Regions from separate parts of the Mus musculus genome. Here region 1 is linked to region 2. Evidence: chromatin contacts called from public ChIA-PET data. All regions are on one chromosome and are shown on one strand. The core of a region is the stretch at or near the end of the contact, and the rest is flanking DNA. Distances in the headings are between cores, read along the strand shown.

Region 1 (4,349 bases), core at 1,603-4,102, 73 kb before region 2:
CTGGCCCACTTCACTCAGCCACAGTGCCTAACACCAACACAGAGAAGTGGGTGCACACACACACACACACACACACACACACACACACACACACACCAGCCATGTCCCTGGTGCAGAGGCCAGAGGCCAGCATGTGGCTGCTCTCTGGGTAACCAGCCATGGTCGCATACACATGTGATGCCAACCAACACTCTAGAGAATGAGGCCAGAGAGTCTCAAATAGAGTTCTAGGCCAGCCTGGGCTACAAACTGAGACCCTGTCTCAAAACATCAATAAATAGGAGGTAAATAAATCCCCCCAAGAGAGTCAGGGCTCAGATTCACAAAGGCAAGATGCTCGCTGCCTTGAACACCTGCCTGCCTTCCCAACCCCACCCCAGCATGTCTCCCACACACTCCAGATGGGTTCTGCGATCTGTGAGATTTGACTTCCAAAAAGACACTGGCAACCGGGGTGCCCTGTGCCCTCCTGGCTCTACCCACTTTCTCCACCGCTGGGCCTGCTCACTCTGCCTTCACCTGTCTAAGGACAGAAGAGCAACACCATTAGGGTTGAAGAGATGAAGCAAGCGCTCAGAGCCGGCCGTGACCACGGATATCCCTATCTTCCTTTGTATTAACGTTGAGGTTTTTCTACTACATATAAAAATAAGTTAGCCTGGCAGTGGTGGCGCACACCTTTAATCCCAGCACTCAGGAGGCAGAGGCAGGCGGATTTCAGAGTTCGAGGCCAGCTTGGTCTACAGAGTGAATTCCAGGACAGTCAGGGCTACACAGAGAAACCCTGACTCGAAAAACAAAACAAACAAAAAGAGAGAGGCTTCAGGAAGATTGTGGTCACCCCTGGAGGCTATTCAGCCCCACCCCACCCCCCACCCCCACCCCCCACCCCCGCATCCCCACAGCCCCAACACAAGAGCCGCAAGATGAGAATTTCAAAGTTGCTTGAACTTGATCTTGACCCATTATCTTTGTACTCAGAGAGTTTGGTCTGAACACAGTTAACCTCCATCTGGAGGAGACTGTGTAGACAGGAGCAGATGATACCCACACCGTGGTGCAGAGAGTGAGTCCATCCCTGTTGTCCCCAAACAAAGCCAAGCATGAGGCAGGGCTCACCCACTGCCAGGACACGGAGGCATGCAGGATCCCAACTACTATGTTGGCATTATACCACAAGGTGCCCTAAGATAGCCTACCTGGGCTACAGACAACACGGACACCATGATGAGTTTCCAAGCATGATGAACAGAACCAGGCACAGGGACTCTGAAGAGTAACAGAGGAAGGGAGGACTCGAATGGAGAGGGTGGCACTGCCAAGTAGTTCCTCTCAAAACAGGCAGCTGGGAGGTCTACCCAGGGTACCTGCCCAGGTGGTGGTGTGGGGCACTCATCTGCTGGTGCCCACATGTCACGGGGAAGAAGTTCCCTGGCCACAGTTGCACTCAGTCTCTTTTGCTACAACCTGGGGCAGGCAAAGCACATGCTGTTTGCAGGGGATGTCTCAGGCAGATGTGGGGAAGCATCGAACACCAAGGATATGCAGGATGTCCCGGCAATGGGTCCCGGGTGGGTCTTCCTATGAAAACTCCACCCTTTAATTGTGTATGTCCCAAGGCATGACCTGGCTGCTTCTCTTTGCCCTTCCCTGCAATATCCATTATAACAAGAGCAGGCCATTTTCCTAAAGCTCACCTAGGATTCAGTAAAGAATTGAGAACCTCCTTTGCAACTCTTCCCTTGGAGAAGAAACCATGCAGGTAGCAGACAGAGCAGCCAAATAGGCCTAGCGTCCAGCAGCCACCTCCAGGCCTCTGGTGACACCTGTGCCCTGTCAAGTCTCACATCCTTGGTGTCTATCAGCAGCTCAAAGTCATACCAGCCTCTGCCATAGATAAAGTCGCCCAACAGGTTTGTGGCCAGATAGATCTGAGTCCTTGGTGATCGGGACCAGGCTGACCTCAGAATGGACTCTGCCCTTCTCATTCTGGTATGTCCCCTTGTCTGTGTGTGGCCCACTACAAGAACTCAGATCTCTGCGGAGATGACTCGTCCCCTCTCCTTCTCCTCCTCCTCCTCCTCCTCACCTTGGGACACCCAGGTCTCAGCTCTTGACCTCTGCTGATGGCCAAGCCATCCAAATGTCAACAGCCCACCCACACCTCCTGCCTCTCACTGCATAGCACACACAATCACAGCCTAAGAGGTAAGAAAGGCTGGTGTCCTCTTTCTGTTCACACCCTCCGTCTGCTCTGCCTTCTCCCCACCACAATTGCTCCCTAGAAAGAAAGCTCTCCCACCATCTGTCATCACACAAAGGGCACTGTGGCAGCTGAACAAAGGGAAATCTGGGTCTTTATGAACAACCAAGAGGCCAAGTTTAGAGACACAATTCCTTGGGAGGCAGAGGCAGGAAGATTGCAATTTTGACACCTGCCTGGCCTATGGAGTCAGTTCAAGTTCAGCCTGGACCGTTTAGCAAGGGCAGACTGGAGCTGCGCTGCACCACACTCATTTGCAACCTTGTCTATACAACCAGGGAGCAGACAGTCCCGGGATAGAGCATCCCCAAAAGTACTGAAGAGATGGGCTGAGTCAGGCCCCCCCAAATCTGACCCTTGGGATGGGATCTAGGGAGACCCTCCTCCTGATAGTGACACCCAGCATCTGCCCCCCCTCGAAGGAGACGGAGACCAGCTCACCCAGCCTCTGCCCTTCAAACACAAAAGGGCATGCCCAGTGTTACAGGCGAGTTTGTCAGCAGAGCCAAATTTAACTGCCCTGACCTCCCAGCCATTGCTTGGGCCCGGGCCTGTGTGCTGCTGTAACCACTTCCTCTCTACTGAGCAGGAAATGAAGGGAAGGACGGTCCTCCCTGCCTGTGCTCTGTGACCCTTCCCAGGTCTCCTGAGCAAGGTTAGAACCACGACCATCTTGCTGTTCCTTCCTGGCAGGGTGCTCAAAGTGGAGACTTGCTCTTGTTCAGCCTCTCGCCTCTCTGAGCTTCTTTTTCACAACACTTTAAAGATGAAAGACCTCACAGGGAGCAGAGGCTACAGCCGCCTCCCCAGGTGTTTGGAGGTATCTTGAAGGGCGGAAGAGGTGTCTTAGTGGTTAGAGCACCGGCTGCTCTTCCAGGGGACTTGGGTTCAAGTCACATCATCTCATAGAGGCCCATGAGCATCTGTAATTCCAGTATCAGGGGATCTGATGCCCCTTTCTGTCCTCCAAGTGTACTAGGCACACTCGCAGTGCTCAGACATACATGGAGGTAAAATTTAACAATAACCTCCTTGAGATTACTCGCTGGGCCATGCTGCCCCCTTTAAGGTGATTTGATATTGATGAGTCACGTGTTGCAAAGAAATAACCAAGTTTTTATTTGTGGGTGTGACTTCTAATAACAACTTTTAAAACATACTTATTTTTATATGTATGTTTCTATGTGTGTGGATGCCGCACATGGGTGTAGTACCCACAGAGGCCAGAAGAGGGCGTTGGATCTCTGGGAATTGAAATTACTAATGATTGTGAACTGCTTGAAGTGGGTGCCGGGAACCAAACACTGGTTCTTTAGAAGACAGCAACCAAGTCATCTCTCCAGCCCCAAATGACAGGGCGCATGCATGCACAGGCACAGGCACAAAACTAACCAATTACATGCATATCAAATCGCCACGCTAGGGGGCAGCATTTTCTGGAAAAGTCATGTTTTAAGCCCTACCAGCATGGCGTATTACTTTCCCCTCCCCCCACCCCCAGTCATAGCATTCCCTTTCTTTCACGGTGGCTGGGGTGCTTGGTGGTGAAATGTTTATGTATTGGGGAGTCTGTATCTTGCTTTGCTTCTGTGGCGGGAAAAAGTCTCTAGTAAATGAGTTGGATTGCTTTCTAACCCACTGTTGTTTGTTTTAAAATCCAAGCTGTGGCTTTTAAGTGAATTATCTCTAAAAAGTGTAAAAGCATTTTTTCATTACAGACAAGTTGCTAATGAGCTAAATGAGAAGAGGAGGGGAGCGCGCAACTGCGCAGTTCTCCTGTGGAGCAGGGGCTCTACCCCTGAGCCACACCCCCACACCTCAATGGAGGACGGTAGGCAGGAACCCCACCCCTTGGGCCCCAATACTTCACTAAGAGATTCTAGGCAAGGTCTCCACCCCTAGGCCACGCCCCAGTACCTCACTGGGGCACTCTAGGCAGGAGCTCCATCCCTGAGCCACTCCCCCAACACCTCATTGGGGGACACTAAGCAAGATCCCCACCCGCTGGGCCATTCCCCCAATACCTCACTGAGAGATCCTATACAGGGTCTCTACTCCTGAGTCACACCCCCAAAAAAATCACTGG
Region 2 (4,460 bases), core at 415-2,914:
GGAAAGGGTTGCCCAGGCGCTCAGAAAGCACAGGCAGGCTAGGCTTCCAAGGGTTCCCCCAGCTATACCACTGCCAAAGCCATGCAAGAGTGCACTTGGCCCATGATACAGGAGGCACAAGGAAGGAGGTGGGTGTGACCTCTAAGGCAGGGACAGTGGGTGGCAGCGAGGTGACTTGGTACTGACCTCGGATGAACTGGTTGGTGTCAAAGACCTGCACCACCTCGTCCCGCTCCAGCTTGTTGGGCCTGCCCTTGCACACCACCGCGTTGCCGCTGCAGAACACGCGGCCCTGGCACAGCCGCTTCACGAACACGCCCTTGCGGTTGCTGTGCAGTAGCACGCCACGTTCCAGGTGCCCAAACAGCTTCCGGGTCACCTGCCTCTGCCGCTCACTGGGGATGGTGTCGGCCGTCGGAAAGCACACGGGTTCCAGGCCATCCGGCCCATACAACTTAGGCAGCCCCGGCTGGCTCAGGGAGAGACGGCAGCCTTCAAGGCAGGTGGTGGTGGCCTGGCCCACCAGCTTGCCCCCGTAGTAGAAGCTGATGACCATCTGGGAGAAAGCTGTGGGAGCCAAGAGCACAGGGCCATCAGGCCTAGAAGATGGGGAGCCCCAGTGCCTCCCCTAAAGGCTCAGAGTCTATTCCTCATTCCAAGTGCTGTTTGCTGGTAATCTCAGCCCATGAGAGGCAGAGAAAGGCTGACCCCGGAGGCTGGCTGGCCAGCCAGTCTCACCTAGTTGGTCAGATCCAAGCCAGCAGGAGACCCTGTCTCAAAAAATAAGACGGGCAATGCCCAAGAAATGATACCTGAGACTTGCCTCTGGCTTCCACGTGTACATACGTGTGAACACGCATTCACATACACATGAACCTACACACATATGAACACATATTCATATACACACACATCTCCACACACATGAGCACAGGTGTGAACATGCATTCATGCATACATGTGCACATGTGCATGCACATGCGCAAACACAGAGAGATCTAGGAAGGCCTGTACCAAGCTCAAGACATACAAGCATGCCAATGTAATTCTCATGAGCTGCCTATGGCTCTGGTTCCCGAGTCACCCTGCACTCGGTAGCCCCCATTAGAGATGGGAAGAAACCCACCTGTGAAGGTATCAACATTATCACAAACACTGTGACCTGGACTCAGATCGAAAGCCTCTGTACAATCCTACACACAGCCTGTCCTCCAGAAAGACCTAGAAGCCTTCTCTCCACCTATGAGCAGCACAGGCAGGAGCTGTGACCATAGGCTACATCCTAGCCAACCCTTCTCTCTGTCACCTCAGGAGCTGGGGTGCAGGTCGGAGGGGAAGCGCTCCCTCACGCACTCAAGTCCTAGGCTTCATCCCCAGTGCCACAACGTAAACCCATCAATCGAAAAACAAAAACAAAACAAAAAACAAAAAAGTTTTAAAAAGAGAGAAAAGCTTCAGTCTGGCACCAACCGACCATAATAATCCCAACGATCTTTTTTGGGTGGGAGGGAGACTTTGAACTTGAACCCTGAGGCTGGAAACGTGCCAACCCAGTATTTGGCTTTCGTTGACTTTCCTTTTCTTCCGGCCTCTGGCTTCCTGTCTAGCAGGCGGTACTGAAGGTACTGACGTCCTCTTGCAGGCAAGGACAACCGGATTCCAGATAAGGTTACAAAGTGGAAAGATGAGAAAAACACAAGGCAGAGGGCCCAGCGGCCCCTGACTAACAGCTAGTGTGGAGGCGGGGCTCCAGGGAGGGAATCATAGAGGCGGGACTCCTGGGAGGGAAGCTCGGACACCAGGAGCCCAGAGCTAGAGGCTTGTTGTTGGAGAAGCTTTGTAACTGCTATAAACTGAATTCTCCACTGTCGGCAGCCTTGTGCATCCTAAGCTTCGCCTCGCCACCTCAGGCCAATCCAGGCTTCTCTCTGGAGCCACACAAGTTGATAGCTCCCCAAACTCATGGTGTCCTAAAGCTGTGCAGTCACCAACTGCACCACTGCCTGGGTGGGCCTGTGTGGGTGACACCAGCAGCTCGCCCCACATTCACTCCCAGGCCCACCGTTAAAATCGCTATCAGCATCATCAGCATCGCCATCTGCATCGCCTTCGTACTGAATTCTAGCACTGCTTCCTCACAGCTGTGTGACTTGAGGCAAGCGGCTCCACCTCTCTGTGCCTGCTCTTCATCAGCAAGGTAGCGATGACAAGAGCGCCAGCTTTGTGGGGGGGTCTCTTGTGAGACCACAGGAGCCAGGGAAACGGGACAAAATATGGTCCACAGGTGAGACCCCTGAGACTACGTACTGAAATCCCTGGTTCTGCGGGGGTTGGGCATATCCATACATCTGGCCCCTGTGGTACATCGCTGGTCACCGCAGCCATTTTGCAGGCTGAAGAGGTGAAAGGGCAAGCCCTGCCACTCCAGCTGTCTGCTGGGGGAGCCTGGCATTTTTCTCCACAGCAGGCTGGCTCTGCCTCACCCTGAAGTGCTGACACACCAAAAAAAGCCTTGCTGTTTGACCCATTCCTTAGATGCACACAGGCTGGGAACAAATTGGCAGCCTCAAGAGGTCTGACAGCAGAGCACCTCTGAGAAAGCCTTGGCGTGGGTGGCAAATACAGAGAGGGGTGCCTCATGCCAGAGCACTCGAGGCCGAGGCAGGAGGATTGTGACTTCATGACCATCTCGAGCTACACATCTCTCAAGATTGTTCTAAAAATAAATCAATAAATCAATGAATAAAATAAAATTTAAAAGCCAGAGGTCTGGGTTTTTCTGATAAATAGGAAGTCTATCCTAGCCTGGTCTCAAGACCTATAACACTGCTTACCACAGGGAGGCAGCTACCATGGGTTAGACCTCAGAGTCAAGGCTCTGCACAGTGCCATGGTCTCCCTTACTCCCTGTGGTCCCCCTGCCTCACCCATCTCACCCCAGGTCATCTCTGCAGTCAGGAAGCCCGGCTGCAGCGTATCTACAGAGACGGGGCATGTGGCCTGGGTTCTGGAAGAAGAGCTCCCAGCTGTGGCTGAGGGCACCTCGCTTCCCTCACTTGTGCTGAGGCAGCTGTGCAAGGCTCAAGGGCACTTCCTCCCCACAGCCTGCCTTTACCTCTCACTCAGAAGGCCCCAGGTCTGGCCCGGCCAGTGTGGCCCCAGAATGCATTGGTCAGCAGATTCTCAGGGCCACAGCCCGGGGCTGACAAGGCCAAAGGCTCAGCCCGTGACCCCGGGCCTCCTGAGTGGGTTACAGAAGCCTTGAGGGCAGTCGAGAAGACAAATGCTTGTGGAAGCTGTACAAGCTAAGCTCGCCATCCACAGCCAGATCTAAAAGGACCCCAACACATGGACAGGCCAGCACTAGAGAGAGGGGCGAACGTCTATTTGTGTTTTTCTTACTTGGTGAGCACCTGCCTCTACCTTCGTGACAGCTCCCAGGGCTTCTCCCTGAGCCCCACCGAGCCTGTCCTGAAACCAGGCAGCACGGTGGCTCGCAGGACGGCACAGAGATGCCACCTGCCTCACAGCGAGCAGCAGTGAGGATGGCAGATCCCCACTCTGAGACCCATCAGTCACACTGCCCAGGGCCTTGAAATGGGAAACGACCTGTCTTCATAACCTAGAGGAGGTTAATAGCATGGGAAAGAGACAAGAGCCCACAAGAATGTCACCCTTGACTCTGGCACCCAAAATCACACTACAAACACCAGCCATCACTATCAGCACCATGACCATGGTTGCCAGCGTTATCACCATCAGTACCATGATCGCCACCACCATCAGGATCCTCAACATCACCACCACCATCATCATCACCAGCACCATCAGTCTCAGCAGCAGCACCACCACCACCATCACCACCATCAGGAGCGCCGTCACCTATAGAAATAGCTTTTTTCCAGAAACACCTCTTGCCTTCAGCAACTGAACTTTTGTCAGGCTCTGCAACCAGGTTAACCATTGGCCTTGAGACCATTTAAAATTACGTCCTTGCTCTGCCTCCATACTGTGTTCTCGGCCCGTTTAACCTGCCTTTGAAAGACCCATGCAACCAACCTTATGTCGCCTCAGTTTCCCAGATTCTCAATCAGCTTTTAAAACACAAGCTAAATGCATAGCTTAAATCTCAAATTATATACCCTTCCGTGCCTATGACCAGAGTAGTGTGTGTGTGTGTGTGTGTGTGTGTGTGTGTGCATGCATACATTGTACACACTATGGTAATCGTTCGCTGAAAACAGCCAATAGGTTAAAAGCAACCATAATCAAAAGAAATATCCCCTAAGAGTTGGAAGGCACACGAGGATATAAATCAATAGCATGTCTGCAGGGCCGCACGCTATTCTCAGTCAGCCGGGGTCAGCAAAGTAACGTCTTAACTTGAAAAAAAACTCCAGATCTCTATAAAAAGATAATCCCTTAGTCCTTTCCCATACTGTACCTATTGTGCTGTTCCA

The links. ChIA-PET counts read pairs in DNA pulled down with a chosen protein or histone mark.
Region 1: an RNA polymerase II ChIA-PET map of memory CD8 T cells shows a contact between it and region 2, with 19 read pairs. The contact joins two enhancer-like sites. A contact is called at or near these places in 2 of 115 datasets of contacts at active chromatin or transcription factors (cardiomyocytes and memory CD8 T cells) and 2 of 9 other capture datasets (adipose tissue and embryonic stem cells).

Annotation. Positions count from the first base shown.
Region 1 is chr8:120,823,339-120,827,687 of GRCm38.p6, reverse strand. No RefSeq gene overlaps it. Among named protein-coding and RNA genes, the nearest start is that of Gm33199, 39 kb to the right of the region's middle. Within about 2 kb of position 2,852, at least 21 of the 459 cell types and tissues checked have an H3K27ac peak or open chromatin away from gene starts, as enhancers often do. A contact at or near this core is called in memory CD8 T cells, where this site is marked.
Region 2 is chr8:120,749,460-120,753,919 of GRCm38.p6, reverse strand. Irf8 (interferon regulatory factor 8) reads right to left here. Exons shown (of 9, transcript NM_008320.4): 7 at 187-567. Among named protein-coding and RNA genes, the nearest start is that of Irf8, 15 kb to the right of the region's middle. Within about 2 kb of position 1,664, at least 100 of the 459 cell types and tissues checked have an H3K27ac peak or open chromatin away from gene starts, as enhancers often do. A contact at or near this core is called in memory CD8 T cells, where this site is marked.